2 separate regions of the Macaca mulatta genome follow, and region 2 is linked to region 1. The links are chromatin contacts, called in public Hi-C maps. All regions are on one chromosome and are shown on one strand. The core of a region is the stretch at or near the end of the contact, and the rest is flanking DNA. Distances in the headings are between cores, read along the strand shown. Region 1 holds the start of TERF2 (telomeric repeat binding factor 2). Region 2 holds the start of CYB5B (cytochrome b5 type B).

Region 1 (3,516 bases), core at 581-3,080:
TGGCTGGGTGCAGTGGCTCACGCCTGTAATCTCAGCACTTTGGGAGGCCGAAGTGGGCAGATCACTTGAAGCCAGGAGTTCGAGACCAGCCTGGCCAACGTGGTGAAACCCCGTTTCTACTAAAAATACAAAAATTAGCCAGGCGTGGTGGCACACGTCTGTAATCCCAGCTACTCGGGAGGCTGAGGCAGGAGAATCACTTGAATCCGGGAGGCACAGGTTGCAGTGAGCCATGATCGTGCCACTGCACTCCAGCCTGGGCAACAGAACAAGACTGTCTCAGAAAGAAAACACAAAAGTTAGAATTGAAAGGCAAGTGATTTGGCACCAGGCACAGTAGCTCAACCCTGAAGTCCCCAGCATTTTAGGAGACCAAGGTGGGAGGAGTGCTTGAGGCCAGGAGTTTGAGACCAGCCTGGGCAACACGGCAAGACCCCTAACTCTACAAAAAAAATTTCAAATTACCCAGGCATGGTGGCACATGCTGGTAGTCTTAGCTACTTGGGAGGCTAAGCCAGGAGGATCACTTGAGCCCAGGAGTTCAAGGCTGCAGTGAGCATGATTGTGCCACTGCACTCTAACCTGCATTACAGAGTGAAACTGTCTCAAAAAAATTAAAATAAAGGCAGGTGATTTGGCTCCTGGTTAAGGCAAGCAGGCTGGAATGGAAAAGCAGCCATGATCACCAAAGATCAGTCAGACCTAGAGGCCTCTTCTCTCATCCTGGAATGTGTACCTCATGGAACTTCTGGCTTTCCAGGATACTATACATATTACGGTCTTGATATAATTAATTCAAAGGTTCAGCATGGGATTCACATCCTCAAGGACATGCCACCTGCCCTTCTGAGTTGTCTTTGAGTGGCCCCAAACTGGATCTTTGCTGGTTCCAGACTAGTGGGGCTGGTAGGACAATCTTTGAAGCTAGACCAGTTACTGGGCCTCTCAGGAAGAGGCACCCACAACCACCATCCTGAACTAAAGTCTGAGCTGGAGGTTCTCCATTTGGTCAAGTGCTGGTTGGTGAATTCCAAGAGTATCAGACATACCTGAAAGTGACTCAGACCCTCTATGGGACTATGGGTGGTCCTTTTGCTTATTTTTCTAATTGTTCTACAACAAAATGTGTTATTTTTGTGATTAGAAAGAGTATATGTCTAGAGGTTTCTGGGTTGCCAGGTGCATTCTATTTCTTGGTATCACTCTGGTCTTTGCTTTATAATTATAGTATTTGTTAAAATGCAAATTTGTTTAAAGACTTTCCTCTGTGCATGCTCTTTTCCACAATTTTCAAAGTGTTTAGTAAGTTGCACATTTTTTTTTCTTTCTTTCTTTTCTTTTTTTTGAGACGGAGTTTCGCTCTTGTTGCCCAGGTTGGAGTGCAATGGTGCGATCTCGGCTCACCGCAACCTCCGCCTCCTGGGTTCAAGCGATTCTCCTGCCTCAGCCTCCCGAGTAGCTGGGATTACAGGCATGCGCCACCACGCCGGCTAATTTTGTATTTTTAGTAGAGATGGGGTTTCTCCATGTTGGTCAGGTTGGTCTCGAACTCCCGACCTCAAGTGATCCACCCGCTTCAGCCTCCCAAAGTGCTGGGATTACAGGCGTGAGCCACCGAGCCCGGCCTGTTTTTCAATCTCTAATACACTGTTCCGCGTCCCTAGCATAGTAGCTGTTTTCTGTAAATTCGGAGCCAAGTTGACTGCAAACCCCGCCGGGTTCACCGGCCTGGGCGGCGTGGACTTCAAGCTCCAGGAGGCATTGCGGCCGGCACATGGAGAACTACGGCGTCTGAGAAGGGGGCCGGGCCCTCCGGTCCTTTCCCTCCCAGAAGCCCGCGGGCGGCTCGGAACGCTGTTCCTATCATGGCCGCGGGAGCCGGGACGGCGGGCCCCGCTTCCGGCCCGGGCGTCGTGCGTGACCCGGCGGCGTCACAGCCGAGGAAGCGGCCCGGCCGGGAGGGCGGGGAGGGCGCGCGGCGATCGGACGCGATGGCGGGAGGAGGCGGGAGCAGCGACGGCAGCGGGCGGGCAGCTGGCAGGCGGGCGTCCCGCAGTAGCGGGCGGGCCCGGCGGGGGCGCCACGAGCCGGGGCTGGGGGGCCCGGCGGAGCGCGGCGCGGGGGAGGCACGGCTGGAAGAGGCAGTCAATCGCTGGGTGCTCAAGTTCTACTTCCACGAGGCGCTGCGGGCCTTTCGGGGTAGCCGGTACGGGGACTTCAGACAGATCCGGGACATCATGCAGGGTGAGGGCCGGGCCGGGGGAAGGGGGTTGGAGCGCCGGGGAAGGGGGTCGGGGGCCCCCGGGGGTCGGGACTGGGGGTCGCCCGGCCAACGATGTCTTCTTTCCCAGCTTTGCTCGTCAGGCCCTTGGGGAAGGAGCACACCGTGTCCCGATTGCTGCGGGTTATGCAGTGTCTGTCGCGCATTGAAGAAGGGGAAAATTTAGGTATGGCTATTTTTGTGTTCTTCTCTGGGCTTACTTGCGTAGGGTTTTGTTTTCAAACTTATATCTGGAACTGAAGGATTCCGGGTTAAAGTGCGATAGTTTCCATCAGTGTGGTCTTTTCCATTCTACGATGGGTCTGTTTTCTGGCTCTAGTTTTCTCCGGTTAAGGTTGTATTGGCTGCTTTTCTCTGTTTTTTTTTTTTGTTTGTTTAAATCTTCTCCCACCTGTTCATTGCTCACCCCAACTTTGCTCATATCTAAAGTGAGTTATGTTCATGTGGACATCTTTTTTCCCCCATGGTAGAGTGTTTTTCAGAGTAGAAGTACATTTTTCCCCTCTGAATTTAACTTGAAAGCTATTTAACTGTTATCAGTTTCTTGCCACTCGTATCTGAGGAGGATGGGTGTATTCTGAATTTGAGAGGTAAATGCATGTATTTAAAAGTAATTTTTTTGCCTGTCTTGACAGGTGTTAAAAAATGGTCACGTTAAATTCATTGATTTGAATTTGGACCCTTATCGTGTATGTCAACCTGTAGCAAATGTGTCAAAATACTAAATGCAAATCTTACCATATTTGCATGCTCCATTTCCATAAGTATATATAATTTTTGGACATAACTTTTTTGCTCTTAGAAAAGAGCTTAAAATGGAAACTGTGCTTTGTCCTAGACTGTTCCTTTGATATGGAGGCTGAGCTCACACCACTGGAATCAGCTATCAATGTGTTGGAGATGATTAAAACGGAATTTACCCTGACAGAAGCAGTGGTCGAATCCAGTAGAAAACTGGTCAAGGAGGCTGTAAGGCTCTATTTTTATTTCTTTTTTGTTTGACCAAAAATCAGGGGTCTTTGAGGATACAGCCCTTACTCTTTCCTGTGTGGGGTAGAGGAAAACAGGAATGGGGAGAGATTGAGCAAGCAAGAAAGCACACACACACGGACGTTATCTCTTCAGGTGTCCCCTTTCCCACCCAGGCGTGGGAAGTAATGGCAGGTGCTCAGCTTTTGTGATTTGGGTGGTCTTCCTTGTGGCTTTGGCATTGAAGCACTGACGTTTTGGAGGTT
Region 2 (3,516 bases), core at 355-2,854, 42 kb before region 1:
TCCGTCTCAAAAAAAAATAATAAATAAAAGCATAAAATGCCATACACCATACAAATGCAAGAAGTTACTAAATTCTGAGTTTGTTAAGTTATTGTTCACTATTAAGATTTATTAAAAATAATGTTCTTTGGGGGAAACTTTTACATTTTAAAAGTTTTTAGAATTAAAAGTCAGGATGCAGAGACTTCTCTTTTAGGCCCCAAATTAATCGAAAAAATATTTCACTAGTATATTTGCTTCAGAGAAATAGAAGTGAACTTTCACAAGTCATTAATCTATTGCTCAAAATAAAATGATCTCACACACACGCACGCACACACACACACACACACACAAAGCTTCAAACCAATCTTTAGTGGTTGCATATCACTAGTTGCCTAGGGTTGGGAGAGAATGACTGCAAAGGGAAAGGAAGCTTTTTAGAGTGATGGAAATGGTTTATGTCTTAACATGGATGAATACATTTTTCAAAACTCAGCAAAATGTACATTTTAGATAGGCACAATTTACGTATGTACATTACACCTCAATAAAGTTAGTTTAAATTTTTAAGTCTATCCTCTTTCCTTAATTAAAAAAAAAAATTAGTTGCACCATGATCTCAAAGATAATTTTTAAAATGAGATCTAATGCAACAGGCTTGAAGATTAAATAAAACAGCCTTGAATATTTAAGAAAAATGACAAAACATGAGCCAATGACAAAAAAAAAAAAAGGTTGATTTATGAATTTCTGGCCTCAAGGTCAACTCAGATTAGGGGGAAAAAAAAGACAATGGAGGCATAATCAAGATGGGGGAGCGTGTGGAGAGAAATCTCAGCTTCTACTCTAGAAGACAAAAACCAAAAACGGTATTACTTCAGAAGGCACACTGGAAAAGCACAGATGTGGGTGCACTTCAGACCTAGGTTCAACGGATCTAGGCCGTTAACTGCATGGCCTTGAGAGTTCTCAACCTGTGAGCCTCAGTTTCCCTTTCTGTAAAATAAAGATAATGATGGCTTAGAGTTTAGCTGAGCACATAGCAAGTGCTCGACACATAAGTAATACATGATATTACATAAGGCACCAGAACTCGGAGCTGACTGGAAATGCATGCAAACTAAAGCCCTCCCCCCAATCCCACCCCAGTTTCCTTCTGAGGGTCGTGATCCCTTTCGTACGCCTTATCGCCCCCAGCCAAGCCTCCCTTCCTTCCCACATACCCTCCACACAGCCTTTTCACCCCTCGCCCCAGCAGCTCCAGAGGCCTCCCACCTCCCAGGCCCCACCTCGTTGAGGAAGCGGGTGACATCGTAGACTCGCCCATGGATCACAAGCCACAGTTCCTTCAAGGAGTTGCGCTTTGCCACCTCCTCCAATCGGTAATAGGTGACTGAGGTCTCGACTTCCTGCCCTTTCCCATCGCTACCGCTAGCTTCCGCAGTCGCCATTGAACCGGACATACCGCCTCTCCACCGCTAACTGAGATTCCGCGACTACTTTCCTGGAGAGACCGCTCTCAGCCTTCCTCGGCTTCCGTAACCAGGGCCCATAAGGCCTTGAGACGGTTCCTAGCAACAGCCAATCACACTTCCGAATAGTGCCTGGTTCGTTTTCTTTTCACCAATGAAACGAGTGACTCAGTTAGAAGTCCCGCCCACTCCTCGCCAGATCCTCCAGGTGAAAGTCTGGTTCGAGGTCGAACTAACCAATTAGGGTCGTTCAGCCCCTCCAACCTCGCCAATCAGATACCGCAATTTTTGGACTGGCGCCGAAAAGAGATGTGCTGACAGCTGTCACCTCAGGAGAGGTTCCCCTTCGCTCAGCCTGTGGGCTTTTAGGGTCTCAGTGTTCCGCTTCCCTTCCCATCGCTGTGGCTTTCTCCTGAGTCTCAGGAAGCTCGTTTCTCCTACACTACCGGCACAGCTTGTATCCCAACCGTGATTTTACATCTTTGCTGCCTCCAGGTCGTGATCTGGCCAATCCCGTCTCTCCTCAGTTTCCCCATCAGTAAAATGGGCTTCATAAGCTCTCTCTTAACAAATGGGTTTGCCTTTTCTTTTCTTTTCTTTTCTTTTTTTTTTTTTTTTTTTTGAGACAGGGTCTCGCTCTGTCACCCAGGCTGGAGTGCAGTGGTGCGATCTTGACTCACTGCAACCTCCGCCTCCCAGGTTCAAGCGACTCTCCTGTCTCAGCCTCCCGAGTAGCTGGAATTACAGGCACCCGCCACCACGCCCGGCTAATTTTTGTATTTTTACTAGAGACGGGGTTTCACCATGTTGGCCAGGCTGGTCTTGAACTCCTGACCTCAGGTGATCCGCCCGCCTAGGCCTCTCAAAGGGCTGGGATTACAGGGGTGAGCCACTGCGCCTGGCTCGGTTTGCCTATTTTAATGAGAGTGCCTGTAAAGCGCTTGGTGCATAGTAATCGCTAAACAGGGTAGCCAATTAGAAAGGCAATTGCTGTCCCGAGTCCTTGGGACAGCAGTTGGGGGTAGAGCGTGCCACGTATCCCATGTTTCTACCACCATTCCGAATCCGATTTTCAAACGAATTCTGTGATGATCAGGATCAATCTGCACTATTTTAGTCTCTACGTGATCTAAAATAGAACTGAACTTAACTGCTCTCCAATAGAGGTCCCAGCACTTTGGAATTCCAAGTTTGGTTAAGGTGCAGTGTTGTGAGCCACTTTTTAACTGCCATTATAACTGACAGATTGCTCTTCCTATAATGTCATTTTCATCTTGTCACTCTCTCAGTCTACCATTCAGGGGTCTCCACAATCCATTCGCAACCTCTTTCACTAACATATCATATTTTCCACCATTCCCTTTGTAAGCCTGTTGCACCAGCCCTGACTCCAAAACTTGCTGGTTTAAAACCACATCTGTGGTCATTCCAGGTCCACCAAGTTTATTTCAGATCACGTAGAGATGAAAATAGTGCAGATTGATCCTGATCATCACAGAATTCGTTCGAAAATCACATTCTGAATGGTGGTAGAAACATGGGATACTGCACGCTCTACCCGCAATTGCTGTCCCAAGCACTCCTCTTCCTTTCAATGCCTACTGGCTTTTCAAGTTCCTCTTCAGTTTCTTCTATTTTCAAACTTCTCCTGCCGTTCTGAGCTCCAGTGGTTCCATTCCTTTGTAGTACCTAAGAAAGCATATTACTATTTTTGGAAACCTGCTACATCTATAAATTTTAACTTTGCAGAATTTACTTCCCTAGTTAGACTGACACGATGAGAACAATCTCACAAGATTCTTAGGATCCTCCACAAACTCCAGATTCAAATATTTACATTTATTCCAGACATTTACTATTTACTGTTACAAGTCTTAGGATAGGCATTGGGAGTAGAGAGATAACATAAGAAACAAAATCTCTGAAAGAAATAAAAACATTTACAGGCTGAATGCGGCTGCTCAAGTCCCGTAATTCCAGCACTTTGGGAGGCCGAGGTGGACAGATCGCTTAAGCCCAGGAGTTCAAGACCACTTTGGGCAACTAGTGATGCTCTTGTCTC

Evidence for each region. Hi-C and Micro-C count contacts between places; a contact is called where the count stands out from the background.
Region 2: a Hi-C map of fetal cortex germinal zone shows a contact between it and region 1, with 2.0 times the contacts expected there. The contact joins the promoter of CYB5B here to the promoter of TERF2 in region 1. A contact is called at or near these places in 2 of 14 Hi-C or Micro-C datasets (fetal cortex germinal zone and liver).

Annotation. Positions count from the first base shown.
Region 1 is chr20:65,002,483-65,005,998 of T2T-MMU8v2.0, reverse strand. It overlaps TERF2 (telomeric repeat binding factor 2), which reads left to right and starts at 1,830. Exons shown (of 10, transcript XR_003725302.2): 1 at 1,830-2,244; 2 at 2,352-2,447; 3 at 3,120-3,250.
Region 2 is chr20:65,043,840-65,047,355 of T2T-MMU8v2.0, reverse strand. CYB5B (cytochrome b5 type B) reads right to left here and starts at 1,604. Exons shown (of 5, transcript NM_001194167.3): 1 at 1,272-1,604. The coding sequence starts at 1,445.